2 separate regions of the Mus musculus genome follow, and region 1 is linked to region 2. The links are chromatin contacts, called in public promoter capture Hi-C maps. All regions are on one chromosome and are shown on one strand. The core of a region is the stretch at or near the end of the contact, and the rest is flanking DNA. Distances in the headings are between cores, read along the strand shown. Region 1 holds the start of Crispld2 (cysteine-rich secretory protein LCCL domain containing 2). Region 2 holds the start of Wfdc1 (WAP four-disulfide core domain 1).

Region 1 (6,104 bases), core at 1,520-4,019, 330 kb before region 2:
GCACGCACACACTCAATAAATATCGATTTTTTAAATTGAAAGATAAAAATGATATTTGTGTGTATGTGTTTTCTACTTTTTCAAGAAAAGACAAAACAAAAACATGACTGAATGCCCTGGACTCAGGACCCCCTCATGTGGCTGCTCTTGTCTGCTCTGTTGCTTGCAGGGTGCTCAGGTGGGGACATCATAAGCTGAAGGACCTCTCCATGGAATGAAATGATGGCACTCTGGCCATACCGAGGTTTCCCATCCTGAAGAGCCATCCAGTTATCAACCCCTTGACTGACGTGGGCTCTGCACATCTGGGACTCATCAAACGCAGTGAGTTTTTTTTTTTTAATCTTTTTTAAGCTTCTAGTTCCCAGAGTAGCAGACACAGAGGCACCTCCCCTACTCACAAATTACACTGGTGACGGAGAAGAGCCTCGAGCCAGTTCCCACAAGGCCAAGGTCAGCACCAGGGTCCTGCCTGCAGACACTCCAGTGGAGTTCATACAAGACGGATGCCATGTGTGTATGTAGGGGGGCGGCTGTGAAGGGCCTCCTGATCCTCTTCCCCCATTCAGGTCCTCCCCCTGCAGACCAACCCCACCCATCTGCAGCACAGCAGCCAGGCTCTGGGAGCCTCACTGACCCAGGTCACCAGGCAGACTTTCAGTGTACCAACGGACCGAGTCCTGGTGAAGAGCCCTGTCAGTACAACCCCCTTCTGGCCCTACACCGCGCCCCCACCAACCCCATCTGGGGCCAGGCTCCTGGAGATGCTAAAAGCACCCTTAGGTCATGAAACAAGCCTTGTGGTACACTCTGCTGTGCTGGTCACATTTGTCATCTGGTACAGCACCTTCCTCTGAACCTACAGTGGAGCTCAGCCAGGGGCCCAGCTGTTTCGTGTTCTGCACACGTGTGCACTTCATGCATCAGTGGGTGGAGCATGCCGGCTCACAGGGCAGTCAAGAGATGGCTAGGGCCAGCCCTGGCCATAGCTGGCCACAGATGTTCCAGAGAAGTGTCAGGTGCCAGCCTTACTATAACTGTCACTATGTAAGAATCAACACCTCCGTCTTCACTTCTCTCTAGGAGCCTCGTCCAGATGTTTGTCCAGGACCCCTTAGATAAAGCCCCCTCTGTGAAGGTCAGGTTGAAGACAGAGGCAGTAGTGGATATATAGCTGTCTTTTAAAAGGCAGGACCTACAAGCCGTGGGTGTTAGAGTCCAGAGCCAGGCCCACCTATGGGGGTATAATCACAAGTCACTCTCCACTTCCAGCCCAGATTCAAGACTCTGAGCCACTGACCCAGGTCCCCAGCCACCGCTCCCAAGTCAGGCACTGTAGCGCCACACCTGCTATTCCTCCTGGAGGTGAGGTGAGGACGGTGGCAGATAGAGGATGCCAAGTGATGCTGTACATCCCTCAGTTCCTTTGTGGCAAGCAGCGTGGTCCAGCCTTGTTCTGCAGGGCTGTCAGACTCCAGACCTGATGTGCGGAGTGTAAGATCATCTGGAGAAGGCAGGACTACCCTACTTCCTCAGGGCAAGGAGCCCAGGTCTAACAGTGGACATTTCCAGCCCCGCTCTTGGCTCCAGGAAAGCCAGGCATCCAGACAGCCTCTCACACGGGCTTAGTCACCGTAGCAACTCACCTTTCCCTGGAAAGAGGGCCAGTTCAAATTGCACTGCAGCAACAGGCATCTGGCACCAAGTCTATACCCCAAAGGAGCTGATCTTGGCTTTCCTCATCTGGGGCCAATACTCCTGACAGGAGGACTTAATTCAAGATGCCCACTTTAGGAAAAGACCCTGTCATGTGTTCCCTAAAACAGTCTCTAGAAGAGTTGCTATAATCCCGACAACTCAGGAAACTGAGACAGAAGGATTCCTATGGGCCAGAGTCCAGACTGTGCTACACCTGGACACGTCCCTGGGAAGCCTTGGAGGCAGTCGGAGGTGGCTTCCAGACCTGTCTCTGCTGTAGTCCAGCTCACTTTACCTCTCTGACCCTCCATATTTTATCTGAAATAGGGTTAGGAGACCCCCTCACCACAAGCCTGTTGCCAATGGAAAAGGGGTGTGGCTCTGTCATTTGGAACCAAAGGCACTTACCTGCCCCTGTGATCACCTGAACCTTACCCTCACAGAGTGAAAGACCCCTCTAACGCAACCAAGCCATCATCGAGCCAGTTATCGACGCCCACTGACAACACACTACCGCCCCAAATGGTGGCAAATTGCCTTGGGTGGGCAAAAGAGCGCGCCTCAGTGAAGCGCGAAGCAGCTTCGTGCAGCCAGGCTAGGGATCCCAGCTCCAACGGCTTCCTAACCGCGAGTCAGTCCCGGGCAAAAAGCTTCGTAGTTGAGCCTCAATTTCTTCATCTGAAAAGGATCTTGCAGGTAAGGGCTCTGCAGAACGGCGGCACACAGCCCTGAACAGCCCTGAAGCACCGCGTCTGCCTTAGTCAGGGCAAGAGAGTCGAAAAAGGACAGAAAGAGGAGACATTGCAGCCGAAGCAGTGAGGTGGCTAAGAGTTCGAGAACAGCGTAGGCTACGCGACAAGACCTGTTCTCCTACAGACAAAAGAACAGCGGGACCGAGTCCCTCTCACCTGTGCGGAACTCTGGCCTCAACCTGGGGAGCGCTGGGCAAGCAAGTTGCAGATCTGGAACCTTGCGGATGCTGGGCGCTCTGAGTGGGTCCAGGACTTGAGCGCGGCCCCTAGTAGCTTCTTAGAGCATCCTGAGCCACGCCCCCCAAGTCCACAGGCAGCGCTGATTGGGCTGCGAGGCGCCGGCCCCGCCTCCTGTTTTCGGGAGGGTGGAGGCACTGAGGACCACGATGCGCAAGGAGCGCGCGGCCCCTAGCCGTGACCATAAAAGTAGTTTTCATTGAGCTCTTTCTGCGTGCGGCAGGCTGGGCACCCCCAGACAGTCCGTGGCCTGTGGACCCCACCCGGTTCTACTACTCAAGTGAAGGACAGGACAAAAGACCACCGGGAAGCACGTGCTGAGCCGGGGTGTGCGCATTTATCCGCCACGACCTATTCCCAAACTAGGAGGATCTCGGGGGTTCCCAGCAATTTAGGGAGGAGGCTATGTCCCACTTCTGTGGAGAGATTATCCCGCCTCCTCAAGAACCCCAGGGTGAGGTTCCAGTAAGCTTAGTACCACGTGCCCCAGGGCATTTGGCGTCTACCTGGAGCAAATAACCCGAGGTTAGAATCCGGGAAATTACTTTAGGTAAAGGTTGACACCCAAACCCTTAAGGGCAAGTGAGGGAATGAGCGGGAAGAGCTAAGAGATCCCCCAGAACACTCTCAGTCACTTAAAGTGGGACTGGAGAAGACCACCCATCCAAAGAGGCACCTCCCACTAACACCTCCACAAATACTACCAGGAGCAGGTACAGCCGAGCCCGCTGGGGTTCCTCGTGACATGTTGGGGAACCTGGATTACAACCAGAGATCTTTACCCAAGTCCTTGACGCAGCACTGCGCAGATAAAGATTCAGATATGTTAATATTTTTCATTTTAAATCCCGTCCTTAATGCTCAGTTTTGGAAGCATCCATCATCAAGCGACCTGCACTCACTTGCTACACCCTAAGCTGTCTTCCAAGTACCAGAGGAGTCAGTGCTGATTAACAGGGCTGATTAGCAGCCCTGGGGGTGACCCAGGACAAGGCCAGTGAGGGTGGGCCCTGTGCTCCATGTGCCATTCTCTGGTGCTGACGATCTGGCCTGACCACCCTCAGACGCCAGCATCCCTATTCTCCTCAGTGAAGGGACTGACCAACACAGAGATTCCTGCACGCATCTCTGAGTCACAGGTCTCCAAAGTGCACGTGCCCACTCTGTTGCCAGTGTCCGTGACCATTAAGCCTTGAATGCAAAACAGGATAAACTGGGTCCTGTTACCCACCCAGGAACGGGAAGTGATGAGGAACAGGGCTTTTCTGGGACCCAGCATTTGGGCAGGAGTGGCTTGTCAGTAATAGAAGTCCCAGGCTCTGAGTGGCCCCACCACACCGCCCTGCTGACGCTTTTCATGACAACCTTGCAAAGCTCCTTGATGGCTCCGTGGGACTCTTAGACACCCCTCCCCACCGAAGCATTCTACATGCCTATCATCATCAGGTCAAACCAACATGCCAAGTCTCCCTCAGTCTGGCCATCCCAGAACCTCCAGCTCTTCTTCCTACTCTTCCTCAGTTTCCCCTTTCCCTCCCCTGTGTGGCCTTCTCGTCTAACCTACCCCATTTCTCCTTCACCAGAAGAGTATCAGGAGCTATGCGGGGGAACTTCAAGGGCATCTTCTGGTCAGCCTCTCACGGCCCAATGGAAAGGGGCCTCTGGTTACAGATGGGGACATTGGGTACAAGCAGGTGAAGGCACTTGTCCAGGATCTCCTGGTTGTCCATTGGTGAGACTGGGATCCCAACCCAGGCAGCCTGTGCCGGAGCCCCTACTATATTTTAATGTATCTTGCCAAGATTGCTACATTGAGATCTAATTACCTAGGGAAGATACGGTGGGGGTGGGGAGAGCAAGTTGGGATGTTGTGAGATCCCCATCTGTGAGCTGAGACACTACCTTTGACAGTCTCACTGCCCAAGCTCCCCTGTGTATATCCTGTCACCCAGTGCCGTCTTGACCCATCAGCCCAAATGGACCAGGACAGCCTATCAGCTTGGCCTCTAAGTCATGTGGTAAGCTGATTAGAGAGTTTGTATTTATACAAGATGAACACATTGGATACTTCAGAGCTATTTCATTTCTTGTTGATATATCGGGGAGGCTAAACAAATTTCTAAAGTAGAATGTCATGGCTAGTACTGCTGTGTAACAAATTATCCTATATTATAGTGGGTTGGAGGGAGATGTTCCAGTTGTATAATGGTTATTTAGTGCTAATGATATATGTGTGTATTCATATATACCTATTTTGATACCCAATATGATTATGATACACACACGCACACACACAAGACATCTTTAACAGCCCCCATTGTTTTTGTTAGGCCTATAATGTACTAGATAGGGGACACTGGAAAGGTGTGGTTAGTGCAGTTAGTTTCTTCCTTAGGGCCCTTCATTGGCTGTAGTTAGCTGTTGACTGGAGCTAGACACTGAGAGTAGTGTTTGATATTGGCTGTGGGAGGGATACCAGCTGGGTTGCTGGCCGTAGTGGCTCCAGCCTTTCCAGTGGACAGTGTCAGGTGGTCAGACACGTGGTGCCTAGCTGTCCCTAAAGCAAGCTTCCTCCAGAGCCAGGTGCCTTGGGAGGGCCTTTGATGGCCTGGTGTTGGAGACATGCCTCACTCTTTTGCTAAAACTACAGAGGCTAATCGGCTTCGAGGAGATGGGCACAAAGCACAGACCTATGCTAGTGGAAATGAAGAAATTTGCAGTCTTAAAAAAAAGAAAAAAAAAGTCCACAGATGACCAGATACCATACAGCCGCTCCATAAAAAACAAGGTGTTGTTCCTAGGGGCTGAGAACCTAACCTAATGATGAGCACCTAACCTAGTAATGAGCACCTAACCTAGTGATGAGCACCTAACCTAGTGATGAGCACCCAACCTAGTGATGAACACTTAACCTAGTGATGAGCACCTAACCTAGTGATGAGCACCTAACCTAGTAATGAGCACCCAACCTAGTGATGAACACTTAACCTAGTAATGAGCACCTAACCTAGTGATGAGCACCTAACCTAGTAATGAGCATCCAATCTAGTAATGAACACTTAACCTAGTAATAAGCACCTAACCTAGTAATGAGCACCTAACCTAGTGATGAGCACCTAACCTAGTAATGAGCACCCAATCTAGTAATGAACACTTAACCTAGTAATAAGCACCTAACCTAGTAATGAGCACCTAACCTAGTGATGAGCACCTAACCTAGTAATGAGCACCCAATCTAGTGATGAACACTTAACCTAGTAATGAGCACCTTACCTAGTAATGAGCACCTAACCTAGTAATAAGCACCTAATCTAGTGAAGAACACCTAACCTAGTAATGAGCACCCAACCTAGTGATGAGCACCATCTATGAGTCATGACAGATTTGGGCTTCATTTCTCATGCACATGCCCCAGCT
Region 2 (5,982 bases), core at 320-2,819:
ACAAGTGTACAGTGTCCCTGCAGGCATGCTGCCTCCCTGACTGGAGACCCCCCCACCCCCGGAGGGTGCCCACCTTACACCCACCCCAACGCTTCCCTCATTATCTGTCTCCCCACTGCTCAAAAGCTAACACACCCTGGCTTCCTTCCTCTCATTCACTCTCTGCTGTCCACACTGCTGTGTAGACACCCCAGGAGGGGAACCGGCAGACAAGTCTCCCATCCAGGACAGTGTCATCAAAACACCAACACCAGGGATGGGGGAGATGTCCCCCAGTGGATAATATGCCCTCTGAGTAGGTCTGAGGCTCAAGTTCCAATACCCAGAATGGATGTAAAAGCTGGCAGAAGTGGCAGCCACTTGTGGCCCACGGGCTCGGGAGGGAGGTGGGATGCCCGGGCCAAGCTGTCCAGGTAGACTAGCCCTAGGGAACTCTGAGTTCAGTGGGAGACCGTCTGTCAGTAAAGGAAATCAAATGAACAAGGTAGATGGCTGATACCAATTGCCAGCCTCCACAGGCCCAAGCACACACGAGTATGTGCCCACATAAGCACTGCACACATCTGTAAACACATACACATGCGTGTCACACACCACATCAACTCCCCCCCCCCCCACATATTTACTGAGAGGAATGCATCACTCTGTCTTCCACAGAGCACATTGTTGGTGTCCAGAGAGGTCAGACAACTTGCTTGAAGTCACACAGCCAAAGACAAGCCCAACTTAGGACTCAGCCATAGGGTCCCACTGTGCCTGCCCCCCCTCCCCCCGTTGACATTCTGCTCAGAACCTTCCTAGGTATCGATGTCATTTGTCCCCAGGCAGCCTGACTCACCCTCGAGGGGGAGAGCGGGTCTCCTCATCCTGTACCTGCAGGGGGTCATATAGATTTTTGCCCAGCCTGCTTCCCACTAAGTGTCTCTTGCCCGAATGAGGCACTGTGGCCAGGCTTCAGACACTGGAGGGGACCAAATGCTCACGTCTGTGCCCTCAGACCCTTTCATTAGACTCTGCTTTCCAGGAAGAAGCAGAGATGCTTTCCCTTAAGCTTCAAAGGCAAGATCTCCACATGGGGGGTGGACCTGTTTCTTGCCTCCCTGCTGGCAGCAATGGGCTCTCAGGAAGGCAGAGCCTTGTCTGCCCACCACCCGCTACAGCTCCAATACAGGAGATTCCCACCACGATAAGAAACCATAGACAGCATCTAGGGACTTCTGTCCCCTGGGCCACCTCCCATCACAGAGGCCCCTCCACCCCTCCTGGCACTTACTCGGGACTTCTCGGCCAGCCTGGCCGGCAGCATTGCCTCCCAAGTGCCCTGGGCAGAACTGGAGCCCAGTAGCAACAGGAAACTCAGAGCCCGAAGGACTTTTCTGCCGCAGTTACCCATCCCGAGGCTGGTGGCAGGGTTTCCTTCTGCACGAGTGACCTCCTCCGCAGGCCGGGGAGAGGAGGCAAGAGGGGTTAAGAGGGAGGAGGGACCATAGCCTGGGTGGGGCCTGAGAGAGCAACAGAACTTTGCCTGCTGCAGCCTTGGTCCTCCACACAGGGTCCCTGGGATCTTGTGCCCTCAGCCAGCACCTGTGCCCTGGGTAGTGGTTGGTTCTCCAGGTTATTTTTAGTCCACCCTGTGGCTCCAGTGACTAGAGTGACTGTAAGCTGGGCAGCTCAGATGCCGGGCAGAGGGAGGAAGGGGCACCAGCCAAGACGTGGCCGGGAGGGACCTGCCACTCCCCTGTAACTATTGAGCTGCTGTGGCGGCCTCCTCGGCCTCCAGTTAGGATGGGCTGTGCTGCTCTCAGCGCTGCCTGTGACTGTCTGCCCCAGGAACTGGGTTTGGGGGTGCTATAGGGAGGGGACAGGGGGCCGCAGGAGCCTGTGGCCCTGGTGTGGGGAAGCAGACCCCTCCCTTGTCTCTGAGTCCCTGCTTTGATGTGACTCTGGGGGAGAGTGGCATTGCACAGGAAAGCATCCTCTGCACTGAGGGTTGCTGCGGGAACCAAGCACCTTGCCTGTCCCCAACAGGTTGTCCCCAACAGCATGCAGAGGTGGCTGCTGTGTGGATCCCCATTTTTCTTAAAGGGGGACACAGAGATGGAAAGAGGTTTCACGCTTGCTCTCACATCAGACAACAGTGTGAGGTGGAGCAGCTAGCTCAGGCCCAGAGGATGGTATGAACGGCTCCACTGGAGAAGGTGGGATTGGCTTTCCCTGCAGCCCCAGTGGTATTTGCCGAGGGGGCTCCGAGGCACACCCTGTGAGGCTGGGTGGCACGGGCAGAATGGGCACCCAGGAAGGTAGGTCTGTCTTCCCACCCACCACCAGGAGCACCCGGGTCCTGGGGCTCTGACAGCAGTTCCCAGCCCCCATGCTCGTCTCCACATGTGCCTACATTACATTCTTGGACAGCAGGCTCTTGGCCCAGTTCCTGGGTCTCTCCGTGGGTGGCCTGGCTTCTGCCTGAGCTGGGCTGATGGTCTGTGAAGCCCTTCTGACCTCCCTCTGCCTTCACTGCACCAGGTCTCCTAGTTCCCCACCAGGAAGGCTCTTCTGCCTGGCAGGGCCCTAGCACGGCCTTGGATTTCTGCCGGGACTGCTTTCCCAGTATGGCTCCTGATAGAGGCTCTCATGTGGTGGCCACCATTGGGTGCATCTGTACTGATTGGAGCGCTGAGCCCCACCCCTGCCTCCCACCCCTCCTCTTCTGAACTAGACAGTCTGCTCTACCTGGTGGATTGTTCTTGTTCTTGTAGCACCCCCCCCCCCGCCATGCTCCATCCCTGGAGTCACAGATTCATAAGACTGTGCTCATGCGCAGTAGGTGAATACAGTTGACCATGTTGTGCCTGATGTAGGATCATCTGGGGTCCCCGTCCTACATTTTGGTACTTGTGGCATCTAACACGTAGTCATAGGATCACTAAACATGCGCCATGTAGCAGCTCTGAGTGAGGACTGTTTACGTGTAAAGCAGACATCATGTACAGAACACACACATGCGTTGGTGGAGGTCAGAGGTCAACCTCCCTCACATTCCTCAGGCACCGACCATTCTCTTTGGTTTCCTCAGATACTTTCTCACTGGCTGAGACTTCTCTAAGATGGCTGGGCTGGCCGGCCAGTGAACATGAGGGACCCTTCTGTCTTGGTCTCCTCAGAGCTGGGGTTACAGACACACACTCCCACACCTGCCTTTTTGTGTGTGTCCTGGGGAATCAGGCTCAGGTCTCTGCCTGCGTGGGAAGTGTTTCACCAACCAAGCCAATCACTTCAACTCCCACAGTGACCCCAAAGAACTCTCAAAATTGGTAGAAAGCAGGGGTGTGTCCTTGACATCTGACCGTGCATGCATTGAAAACTGCTCCTGGATCAAACGGAACCATGAGGGTATCTGACATCCTCTCCCCGCATTTCCTTGTTTGGTCACACGGCTACTAGGACATTCAGTCATTGCTCTGTGACATCTGATGAACCCCTGATACTTGCCTATCTCACTGGGAAGCCGCCCATGTGGCTCCATCCTCCACATCAGGCCCCTAGTTTGGAACTCTAAGAGACAGAATGCACTCAGTAGTTTCTAATGACAAGCTGTCTGTGTGTATCCACCCAGCATTTGGAAATTAAAGAGGAGCAAAGCAAAGCTTTGGGATCCCTCTCTACCCACCGGCAACATCTGGAGTTGAACCCTGGCGTGGTGAGGAAGCTGACACGGGTCACCATAAGCTGCTTAACACATGAGCATTTACCACACTGAGGAGAGAAGGTCGGAACCCTGCCGGAGACAAAGACATGGGTCTGCATCTCCTCCAGCTGCTCCCAGAACCTGGCCTGGACCCAGTGAGTATTTGTTGCTGATGGGGTAAGCTTAATCTTCTTAACTGCCAAGATTCTTCCTCATCCTCGGATTTAGTGAGGGATGGCCCCCCAAACTAGTTCTGCAGTCTAAAGTCCCAAGATGTGACTAAGTCAACATTCTCTCCCCTAGATAACACTGAAGGTCCATGCATACATTAGGCGCTTGGGTTGAGATGCCAGGAGCCTCCGAAATGTGACACACAGTCAACTCTTCACCGTGGTAAGTTACAAAAGGACCCTGCAGAGTCTTCGGGACAAGAAGGGCAACCGCTCAGGGTACTGAGCCACACTGGGTACTTTGTGTGGAAGGAAAATGGCCCAAGAAACAAACAGAACAAATCCGCCTGGGGAGCCAGCACCTCTTTTGATCAGGGACTTGACGTGGCCTCAGGATGACAGCCACCGGATGCTCCCAGCAGGGCCCTAGGTCCCACCATGAGGTCAGGTCCAGCCCTCTTCCCAGTTTCCTGCCGAGACTCAGAACTCGAGGTCCCACCTTCAGAGGGCCTTTCCAGTTTATGTGACCCAGGCAACCTGAACTTTCCCCCAGCCCAGTGGGATGTCCTCCTGCGAAGTCTCCGACCGTTGGCATGCCTTCCCGAAGACTGTGAATCCTGGAGAATGTCTCTCTGCCAAGGGCTTCCCTCCCTCAGGGGAGAGAGAGAGAGAGAGAGAGAGAGAGAGAAATAGAAACTTTAAAATGTAAAGAGTGCTGTGCCTGGGGACTCGGAGTCAGGAAGCAGAGGACACACTAAGGGTCACTAAGGGTCACCATCCTCCAGGGACACAGGACAGTTTAAGTCTATTGATCAGACCAGATAAAAGTGTACTGACTCTTAACTTATACTGTCGTGTGAATGACTTCCAGTAGAGAGAAACAGAATTGTGTAGAAGACTCAGAGTCCATTCATTCATTCATTCATTCATTCCTTTGAATATCTACCCAAGTCAGGCCTAAGAACACCAAAGGAGAGGACCCAAGCCCCACCTCTGCACCTCCAGGGCTTACTACCAAGAAAAGGAGTCAGATTGTTAACCTGGTGTTCTGATAAATATGGATGGCAGGCACCATCCTAAGGACGTGGGCAATGGCCTCCCGTCTATCAACCCTACGCTGCTTACTGGTTAACACCTGGCTGCTTTAAGAAAATCACTGACTTAAAGCTAGGCATGGTATCTTAGTCAGGGTTTCTGTTCCTACACAAACATGATGACAAGAAGCAAGTTGGGGAGGAAAGGGTTTATCCAGCTTACACTTTTCCACACTGCTGTTCATCACCAAAGGAAGTCAGGACTGGAACTCAAGCAGGTCAGGAAGCAGGAGCTGATGCAGAGGCCATGGAGGGATGTTACTCACTGGCTTGCTTCCCCTGGCTTGTTCAGCTTGCTTTCTTATAGAACCCAAGACTGCCAGCCCAGAGATGGCACCACCCACAAGGGGCTCTCCCCTACTGATCACTAATTGAGAAAATGCCTTACAGCTGGATCTCATGGAGGCATTTCCTCAACGGAAGCTCCTTTCTCTGTGATAACTCCAGCCTGTGTCTAGTTGACACACAAAACCAGTCAGTACACCTGGTGGCACACAGCTGCAGCCTCCTGGAGGCTGAGGCAGGAGGGTTACAAGTTAAAGCTATAGGATGACATTGTGTCACAAAGGGAGAGCGCTATTTCCTCTCATTACTGTAGTAGCCACGTTAGGTGGGCGCTCACAGTGTCTCCAACTTGCAGAGGACGCTGAGGGTCAGAGAGAGCAAGATTGGAACCAGGACACAGCAGAGAGGCAGAGCCTGTGCTTAGAACTGCTGTGCTATGACCACAGGAGGTCAAGACACTTGAGGAGATGTTGGAGCTGACACCAGAAGCCCCAGGAGATTAGTAGGGGCTGAGCTTGGGGAGACAGGCTGAGACCTAGGTCCATTTCAATGGCCCAGAGCATGGGGAGGTCAGAGAGGATGCAGGCAGAGGCCCATAGCCCTGGCTGGGTGCCCCCAAGTGGATGGGCGGTGCCATACAGAGCCATTGTTTGGCCAGATCGAGGCTGGCTTGCTGCTGTGAGGTTTTCCTGTATTAAACATGCGCTGACAACATTTTCCCCGCTGGTGCATTGACACCAAGACCAGA

The links. Promoter capture Hi-C pulls out the DNA fragments that hold promoters and counts their contacts.
Region 1: a promoter capture Hi-C map of liver shows a contact between it and region 2, with 4 times the contacts expected there. The contact joins the promoter of Crispld2 here to the promoter of Wfdc1 in region 2. A contact is called at or near these places in 4 of 39 promoter capture datasets (the C10 cell line and liver) and 2 of 9 other capture datasets (adipose tissue and liver).

What each region holds. Positions count from the first base shown.
Region 1 is chr8:119,989,103-119,995,206 of GRCm38.p6, reverse strand. Crispld2 (cysteine-rich secretory protein LCCL domain containing 2) reads right to left here and starts at 2,769. Exons shown (of 15, transcript NM_001310635.1): 1 at 2,607-2,769.
Region 2 is chr8:119,661,952-119,667,933 of GRCm38.p6, reverse strand. It overlaps Wfdc1 (WAP four-disulfide core domain 1), which reads right to left and starts at 1,569. Exons shown (of 7, transcript NM_023395.2): 1 at 1,274-1,569. The coding sequence starts at 1,393. Gm32352 (a long non-coding RNA gene) reads left to right here. Exons shown (of 4, transcript XR_388091.3): 2 at 3,614-3,840; 3 at 3,989-4,078.